Regions from separate parts of the Mus musculus genome. Here all the other regions are linked to region 2. A link is a contact called in public promoter capture Hi-C data. All regions are on one chromosome and are shown on one strand. Each heading gives the region's core, a stretch centred on a gene start, on an enhancer-like site or on the middle of the called end of the contact. The rest is flanking DNA. Distances are from core to core; before and after follow the strand shown. Region 1 overlaps Slc23a2 (solute carrier family 23 (nucleobase transporters), member 2). Region 2 holds the start of Erv3 (endogenous retroviral sequence 3). Region 3 overlaps Adra1d (adrenergic receptor, alpha 1d).

Region 1 (2,854 bases), core at 308-2,807, 260 kb before region 2:
GTGGTCAGGGGCAGGGGCATCTGAATTTGAAGCTAGCTTGGTCTACAGAGTGAGTTCCAGGACAGCCAGGGCTACACAGAGAAATCCTGTCCTGAAAAAAATCAAAAGAAAAAAGACAAGACTGTATTTTGTGCGACAAGAGGAGAGTTTTGTTTTGTTGGCACTGAGGTTTGAACATGCTAGGTAAATATTCTAACCACTGAGTGGCAGCCCTAGCTCTTAATTTTTATTTTATTTTATTTTATTTTAGACAAGAAATTACGTTGTTACCAAGACTTACCTACTAACTTTGAACTTCCATATCCCAGGCTGACCTCAGGCTCACTCTGTAGCCTAGGCAGACTTTGAACTTGTGAGCTTCCTGCTTGAGCTTCAGTCTTGTAGGTAGTTGTCACAGACGTGAACCTCCACAGGAGTGAACGTGTCGTATGTGACCAAGCTTGGTTTGGGCTGGAGCCTTGAAGACGTTCTGTAATAGAGAAGCCACGGGAAGAGCTTTAGGACTGGGCATGGGTGGGTGAGAAGTGGACTCCATCCCTGCAGAGCACCTCCGGCTAGGTCTAAGGTTGCTTTAGATTTTAATCCACCACTAGCTTTTCTCCAGCTAGGATTTGGTTCTGCTTCCTAGAACTTGCCCTTCAGCTTCCATCCTAGAGCTCAACTGCAGTAACAGTGCCTGGACCGGTCCAGAGCGCCATGGGTGTTCCTAAAACACAAGCAGCGGAGCTGTGTGCTTCTTCATAGAGCTCTGCCGGGAGCCCCTTATTCCTGGAGCCCCGTACTGACCTCGTCCATTGTACACTTTAGGAAGAGCCTGGGAGTGATGGACGAACTGTTAGGTGAATGCTGATGATAGGATAATGGACTCCTCTAGGCCAAAATCAGTGTCCGCACAGGACACCCCAAGACCAAGTTCTCAGCACAAAGGAGATTTATCTACCCCAGAACAAAGGGCAGGGAATGTGAGACAAAGGCAGGAGACGAGGGAGGAGTGAAGGGAACAAGGGAGAGTGAGAAGGGATATTTGCCCCACAGAAGGCTCTACAAAGGACTGCCTCTGGATAGAGAGTGGACAGATGTGGCCCATAGGCAAATGGTGGTTAGGGGAAACCCATGTTAGGGTGAGTTGGCTCGTTTGATTGGCATGTTAAGTAGGTGAGCCAGAGGGGGCCTTTTGGTTGCTGGACTTTGGTACTTTGATAGCTGGACCTTGGTGGTCAGCCTCAGGAGGAGGAAGTGGCCAAGGGAATAGACTTTGGTGGCTAGCATTAGGAATGTAAAGTTTAGCAAGAAAGAGGGACTAGGGGAAGGGGAAGGTCAGCCAGAGCCATGTTTGCCATGCTGGGGCCTGCTAGAGCCTGTCAGTAAGTAGATTAGAAAATAAACGTGTACGATCTTGACCCTCAGATTAATTACAAGGTAGGAGGTAAATATTTGTTTTGCTTTTTTTGCTTTTGGCTTTGCTTGTTATTAGCAAAGCTTTGTTGAGTGTGTTGCTGTTGGCTGTCCCGGGGTCACCATGGCAGTGGCCTGCTCTCTCACCCTTCCTAGCACTCTGCAGTGTGGTTGCCGGCCTTGAACCCTTGCAGAGCACTAAGAAGCTTTACTCCCTCTTTGTTTCTACTGTTCTTACCCCAAAGCTTGATGGACAGGCAGTGCAATGTTTTTGTGTTTTGTTTGTTTCACTACAAGAGATTAAACTCATGCATGGCCTTTGGCATGCTTAACCTCCAAGCTGTGCCCACAGCGTACCCCTCCCCGCCCCACCCCCCTTTTTTAACTTTTAAAAAGATGGGGCAAGGTCTCTCTCACCAAGCTATTTGGCTGGCCTTAACTTCTGTAGCCCAGATAGTCCTGTCCTGTCTCATTCTCCAGGGAATCTGGGCTCACAAACGTGGGCCGCCAGCCTCAGCCCTAGTCTTAGTTAAGTTTTTCTTTTTCTTTTTCTTTTTCTCTTTCTTTTTCTTTTTTCTTTTGTTTGATTTCTTTTGTTTTTTGAGACAGGGTTTCTCTGTGTCCTCTTGGCTGTCCTAGAACTCACTCTGTAGACCAGGCTGGCCTCGAACTCAGAAATCTGCCTGCCTCTGCCTCCCAAGTGCTGGGGTTAAAGGCGTGCGCCACCACTGCCCGGCCAAGTTAGTTTTGACATTCTAAATGATACTGCTGCAGCATCTCTTATGGGGGACAATGGCCTAGTGGTAAGGTTGTTAGACAGTACCTAAAGTGTTGATAGATATTGGCAAATTGTCCTATAGAAAAGTTACAAGAAAGGACATTCCTAGTCCTACATTCTCTTTTATCAAAACCAAATGAATTGAGTATGCTATGAAATACTATGTCATGATATTTTTATTTAGTTTTAATTTATATATTGTGAAATCCTCTAAGTGTATAGTTACAAGACCTGTTATAAATGCATAGAAGTGTGGCAAATACTCTCAATCCCAGGCACAAGCAGGTGAAGGACAGGTTTGAGGCTGACGTGGATGTAGTGACTTCTAGGCTACTCAGAGTTACATGGTGAGACCCTGTCTTAAAAAAACAAAAACTAACATACCTAATCAATCAATAAATACAAAGTAAGTGCTTTTAAAAATATGTACATACTCCATATATATACAATTCATCTCCCATTCACCATGTGGGTTCTCAAGATCAAACTCGTGTAGTCAGATTCAGTGGCAAGTACCTCTTCCCACTAAGCTATTCCTCCAGTCCAATCATTTATTTGAAAAGAAATTACTTTATTTTCATTTATAGTAAAAGACATCTGTGTTTACTATTAAAAATAAGCCTAGGGCTGGAGAGATGGCTCAGCAGCTAAGAGCACTGGCTGCTCTTCCAGAGGACCTAC
Region 2 (3,117 bases), core at 391-2,890:
AGGGGGATAATTATTCCTCCCTCTCCTTACCATGGCTTTCAATTTATCATTTCCTGAGGGTTGGTCTCTTAGCTAGGCAATTGACTGCCCCAGATGGATTGACTCTTAAAGGAGGAGACAGTATATGCAATGTTCTACTCTTTGGAGCTATCAGAATGTCATCTCCACCCAGGTCCTGTGATAGATTCCATTCTTCTTACAGGGAAGAAATAGCTTTCTTTAATGGGCCTCTACAGAGCCTTAATGGCCTCTAAGACTATTGTAACATTTTACCTCAAGTGTTAAGACTCTAAAATCACTTAGGAGACAGGCTGAAACTGAACAATAGCTATAACTCATTTCCATCATGGAAGTTTAGAGGACCAGTTCCAAAACTGTCCAGAGGGTTTAGCTTCTGGACTGGAGTTCGGGTCACACTCTTTGTATACAGCCTCCAGACAGGGTAGCTCACTTATGAGAAGCTGGATATAGAATTTGAGCCCTCGTCTGACTTGCCAGGCCTCCAGCCAAGACACAACCAAGGGCATTATAGAATGAGAATGATTTGTGTTCCGAGTCTCTGTCCCGAAATCTTCCCAATCAGTTCCTGTATCCTGTTCTCATCAGCATGGCCTGTCAGAGTCTGAGGATGCTGTACTTAGGGCACCTTCTCATCGGGAGGGTGATATGCTTCTCCTGTTGAAGGCAGACCAAATTTCAGAGACCTGCAGGGGAGTTGAGGACCTTAAATGGCGTCTGGCTGTCACCAATTGTGTTCTGACTGATCGGTAGAGGCAAACAGGCCAAGAAATCACTTATTTTGACTCTTTTCCTTTCTCTTTCAGATAGTTTTTGCTATATAGCTTAGGTTAACCTTGAGTTCATCATCCTTCATCAGATTCTGGAGTGCAGGGATTCCAGGTGGAAGGTACCATGTCTAGGTTAGGAAATCATTTAGGAGGCTAAGAATGAAAATTAGGAGGTCCTTTTGGCTTTGTCTGGATGACAAGAGGTCAACTGGAATCTTATCCAAGTCACAGGGACAGCAGAGTCCTTTGTAGTAAGCCATTTCTCACTCACAAAGAAGCAGAGTGTGGGATGTGAGTTCTTGACCATCACTGTTCTCGAGGTCGCAAGGTACAGGTGCGATTCAGCATGCTACCCACCAGTTTCTCAGTCCCCTCTCTCAGACCTGCAGATTCCACTATTTCCAGCAGTAACCTTGAGGGATGGGGCCTGGGGCTGCTGTCTTTAGCAGACCATTCCTATACTATGTGAGATTCTGGCAGTGTGATGGCCAACATTATGTACAATTGCTCTCTACCTTGTAAGTTTTTGTAAAGTTTTTGTTACCCTGTCAGCTAACACTCCCAAGATGGATAACTTCCTGGAGTATTTGGGCTGTTCCTAAAACTGTCTGATGTTGTAAAAAGTTTGACTGCCTCTGCTGTTCTTACACGATAATGGGTCACAAGGCTAACTGCTGATTCTACTTCTGTACCAAACGCTTGATTGCTCAAGATAACCAAGGCATCTGCAAGGCATCGGTAATAAAAGTTTAGCTCTGCCTGCATGTAGGCAGCGTGTGTGCCAACTCAACCCCCACATTGTAACCTGTGGTTTTTTGCCTTTATAAACCCCAGACTAACAGTAGCTGGGAACACACTTTGAGAATCCCAAGTCTCCGGTGTGTAGCTGGCCAGTATCTAATAAAGGTCCAGAACATCAGGAGACTCCACGGAGATCCAGGCGTTCAGCCCGATTCACGTTCTTTGCTGATCAGCCTTGATCCCAGGGCTTTCGGTGTACTGAGAGCCAAGACTTTTCTCAAGCCGAAGGAGCCACCAGCCCTCAGCACCTAGATTCCACTGAGGAGTCTGGTCTTCTGGAAGCTGAGAACATTTGGATAAACCTAACATTTAGAGGTGGCCGTCGACAGGTTCTCCATGCCTGGATTGTAGAAGAGTGGCATCGGGAGCCCTCTCAGAGGTAAAGTTACTGCTGGTAGCAGGCATCTGTCTGTGAGATTCATAGGAAAGCTGGACGCAGAGTTAATTCCTGAGTCAGAGGAACCACTGGGCCCTAGTTGCTTCCTTCTGGAGGCAAGGGAAGGCTGACGAGAAGCATTAGTGCCAAGTGGGAGAACACTGTGGCTTTGTGTTGTGTGCCTTACTTTTTGTGTCATTTCTTGTCCTTGAAGAAATTGAAAAGATGGGGGAAAAAACCTTCCACCCAGAAACCCCCCCTGAGATCTGAGGAAGTTGCATTTTAAGGACTTCCAGAGAAAAGCCCCAGGAGTGCAGAGAACAGAGCTATTCAGGAAAACTAACTGTCTTCTGCTCCCTCCTTTAGCCTTCATTTCAGGTGGGCTGGCCTGCTGAAGGCTTCTTCAAACTTTCTCTTGTTTACAGAGTGCAACAGGAGGTCTTTAGAAAACCAGGAAACCGGGACCAACTAGGCAACATTCTGGCCTGGGGGTTCCTGGTGAGGAATTTCTATCCCAGATGAGAGAGTAGCAGCCAACTCAGTCCCCTAATGACGCCAGTTTTGTTTCAGAAGAATTAAAGACCAAGGGGTGGGACAAATTTCAGCCTCCAGCCCCTACCATCCCCATCAGAAGAAGATGGACCACCACCCTGTGTGGCTGGGGCACCAGCCAGGGACTGTGACACCAGAGGCATCCTGAGTCCCCTCACACCCGGGGTGGGACCTCTTCCTGACCCATCTCCTGGCCATTCACTATCCTCCTCCTTTCTCTTACAGACTGCATCCCTGCCTGCTCTCACTGAGGTAGGATAGAGTCACCATGGCTCCCCTCTCAAGACACATCCTACCATGCCCCTGCCATGCTTCCCCCAGGTCTTTGCCTACAGCTATCCTCCCTTTGAAAGAGATCTCCACACACTCAGGGGCCACTCAGGATGAGGAAGCTGGGAAGGGCCATCAATCAATTATAGCAATGGTCCCTTCTCCACTAGTGATCTGTATAACTGGAAACTCAAAATCTCTCTCTCTTTCTCAGAAAAAAACCCAAGGCTTGATCTTTCTGCTAGAAATGGTGTTTTATATCCATCACCTACATGGGCAGATTGTCAGCAGCTACTTCAAACTCTCTTCACCACAGAGGAGAGGAAGGGA
Region 3 (2,930 bases), core at 412-2,911, 310 kb after region 2:
CACGACTCCTCTACAGTACCGAGCACTGAGCAAACCTCTCCCTTTCTGTGCTTAGGCAGTAGAGTACACTGCAGAGACTGAGTGCTGTAAAATGCTGTACAAAAGATTGCTAATGAACTCATTTTGCTGGAAAAGGTTGTCAAAATATTTTTACGTGAGACTTGTAGCAGAATCGTACTTCCACATCAACGTCTTAAAGAACAAGACCTGCTGGCGTCCTCTAGAGACCGCCCTCAGCAGAGAGACCTCCACACTGGCGGCAGTAACTAGGCTCCGCAGCAAAGACTGGTGGAGCCGGTTTCTGGCAGTCTCTGGGCGGTTGCTGTAGTCTCCAGGCTCATGAGCCTGGCAGATGACAGCCTTTGTCCCCATCTTGGGGAACGTTTAGGGACATTGTTTCCACTTTTCGAGCTCAGGGCACACGCAGTCTCCAGTTTCTATACGAAACTGGCTGAATGTGGTTTGGTCTCTTTCTGGTTGGGATTCGTTGCCTGTGCCCAAATAGTTTTCTAACAGGTCGAACTCGGAAAACAAGAGAAGATGGTTCTTTTTCCCCATCTATGTTCATAGAGAGAAACACTCCCGCCCCCTTGATAGCACCCACCTCGTGACTCAGCTTCTGAGGTCGGCAGCAGTCCTTTGTCAACCTCCCTCCTAACCCCATCAGTTAACTAGCCTGGTCTCTGTTCTCCGCAGGTTCTCTGTTCCCTCAGCTGAAACCATCAGAGGGCGTCTTCAAGGTCATCTTCTGGCTGGGCTACTTCAATAGCTGTGTGAACCCGCTCATCTACCCCTGCTCCAGTCGCGAGTTCAAGCGCGCCTTCCTCCGCCTCCTGCGCTGCCAGTGTCGCCGCCGCCGCCGCCGCCTCTGGCGAGTCTACGGCCACCACTGGCGAGCCTCGACCGGCGACCCGCGCTCCGACTGTGCCCCCAGCCCGCGCATCGCACCCCCCGGGGCTCCCCTAGCCCTCACTGCACACCCAGGCCCGGGCTCCGTAGACACGCCGGAGGCGCAGGCTTCGGTCTCCGGCCGTCGAAAGCCAGCCTCCGCCCTCCGGGAGTGGAGGCTGCTTGGGCCGCTACAGAGACCCACGACCCAGCTGCGTGCGAAGGTGTCCAGCCTGTCCCATAAGTTCCGCTCTGGGGGCGCGCGGCGCGCGGAGACTGCGTGTGCCCTGCGCTCGGAGGTAGAAGCAGTGTCCCTAAATGTTCCCCAAGACGGGGCAGAGGCTGTCATCTGCCAGGCTTATGAGCCGGGCGACCTCAGCAACCTCCGGGAGACTGACATTTAAGGACCGAAACTCAGGCTGAGGAGGGTGCTGGGGCCAGAGGTGGGGTGCTTTATAGGATTCTGCCTTCGGATCCAAAACTCTGACCAGGGTGGCTGCTCCATCTCACCTCAAAGCAACCGGAGCTGGACCTGGGGTCGGAGCACTCGGAAGGTGGTGGGTTATGGTGCCGCCTGCTGGACATAGTTGTCCAGAGCTCTTCCTGAAATGGAAGAGCTGCGGGATTCGCCCTTCTCATCCAGTCTAAGGAACTGTTTAGTCAGCTCCTGATGTCTAGGCAGAAGACTTCAAGTATGGCTACTCCCCTTGGGGGGGAAGAGGTACAAATTCTCGTTTTGCTGCTCCCAGGGAAAAGATCCGTGGACAGTTTTACTCCTTACTGCCACCTGGAGGAAGTCAATGGACCTACTGCCATAGGACCTGCCATACAGCAAGCTTTGGTGGTATATTGGATGCCCGCCATACAAATCTGTTGTTTTTGCCCTGGGCTCACTGCCCCCTTCCCCACACTCCTAACTGTATGAATCCCTCACCATTCCCACCCACCCCCCCGCCCCAGGGCCTTACTGTTTACACTGTGTACATAGTTCATTGTGCCTGTCTGTGCCCATCACTTCTCACTGGGATTCCAGGCTGCCAACAGGGGAGAGCCTTATTTATCATTTTGAGACCTATTTATTGGTAAGAGTACTTATATTTTGTTCAGACTGTGCAAACTGTCCATCTTTGGCCTGTAATTCATATAGAGCCTTCTTCTGAAATCCTTAGCCATCACAGGACAGTCTGTGTTCACCTTGCTGGTGTGTGGAGGGAAGGTCATATAGCTCAGAAACATACTTTGGGAACTGGTTTTCCCCTTTAATCCATGGGGTCACCACTGTCCTTTGGATCTTTTAGCAAGACTAAAGGACTTTGGTACTTTGTTGGCTTTTGAAAGTCACATAAGCACAGACTTTGTATCAGCTCCCCCACCCCCCCCACCCACCCCCCACCCCCAGGTGCATCTGCAATGTTTGAGGGCCTCAGGGAACATAGTGGCTACATCATGCAAGTGATAAATCGTTACAGAGGATCTACACACCCAAGCAGACAAGCGTGTGGATGTTAAGAAAAGCCATACCTAGCTGTGATGTTCCTTAGCTCTGAGTCGAGACATACATCCCATGGATCAGTCTCTGAAAAGAAAATATCAACCGCATGTATCCAACCTGCATGGGACTGATAACTGGGAGCAATCAGCCCTTAGAGGGACACCTTTCTAAACAAGACCCTGAAACTGGAAGAGCCAGTTACTGGCTCCAGCATGGATCGGTGTTGTGAACCAAAAGTTTCTGTCCTTTACTAAGGAGGTAGTCTGCCTGAAACTCCAAGCCTTTCTCGATAATTTTACAAGAGTAGTAGCTGGGATCAGAAGGAAATGGTTTACAAAGTGATCTGGGATCTGCGTTTTCAAAGCACCCAGTACAGAGAAGCAGTTATAGCAGGCACTGGGAATGTGCTACCTACACCAGAGTGCCCCTTTTGTACATGCTGGCCTCCTTGAAGCTAGGGGGCAGGCTTCTCACAGTGGAAGGATCCATGGGTCAAGTCAGAAATCAGTCAGTTGGTAGCCCCCAGTGTCAAGTTACTGAGCACTGATCT

Evidence for each region. Promoter capture Hi-C pulls out the DNA fragments that hold promoters and counts their contacts.
Region 1: a contact with region 2 is called in a promoter capture Hi-C map of the C10 cell line, with 2.8 times the contacts expected there. The contact joins the enhancer-like site here to the promoter of Erv3 in region 2. A contact is called at or near these places in 2 of 39 promoter capture datasets (the 3T3-L1 cell line and the C10 cell line), 1 of 15 datasets of contacts at CTCF or cohesin (the NIH/3T3 cell line), 1 of 484 Hi-C or Micro-C datasets (nephron progenitors), 4 of 115 datasets of contacts at active chromatin or transcription factors (embryonic stem cells and epiblast stem cells) and 3 of 9 other capture datasets (adipose tissue, embryonic stem cells and liver).
Region 3: a promoter capture Hi-C map of trophoblast stem cells shows a contact between it and region 2, with 4 times the contacts expected there. The contact joins the enhancer-like site here to the promoter of Erv3 in region 2. A contact is called at or near these places in 4 of 39 promoter capture datasets (embryonic stem cells, hippocampal neurons, liver and 1 more).

The regions. Positions count from the first base shown.
Region 1 is chr2:132,121,809-132,124,662 of GRCm38.p6, reverse strand. The region is part of intron 1 of Slc23a2 (solute carrier family 23 (nucleobase transporters), member 2); the gene reads left to right. Among named protein-coding and RNA genes, the nearest start is that of Gm14051, 20 kb to the left of the region's middle. Within about 2 kb of position 1,557, at least 14 of the 459 cell types and tissues checked have an H3K27ac peak or open chromatin away from gene starts, as enhancers often do. A contact at or near this core is called in liver, where this site is marked.
Region 2 is chr2:131,858,270-131,861,386 of GRCm38.p6, reverse strand. Erv3 (endogenous retroviral sequence 3) reads left to right here and starts at 1,640. Exons shown (of 2, transcript NM_001166206.1): 1 at 1,640-1,968.
Region 3 is chr2:131,544,307-131,547,236 of GRCm38.p6, reverse strand. Adra1d (adrenergic receptor, alpha 1d) reads left to right here. Exons shown (of 2, transcript NM_013460.5): 2 at 697-1,880. The coding sequence ends at 1,292. All of the region lies in intron 1 of Gm39938 (a long non-coding RNA gene), which reads right to left. Among named protein-coding and RNA genes, the nearest start is that of Gm39938, 7.5 kb to the right of the region's middle. Within about 2 kb of position 1,661, at least 59 of the 459 cell types and tissues checked have an H3K27ac peak or open chromatin away from gene starts, as enhancers often do. A contact at or near this core is called in trophoblast stem cells, where this site is marked.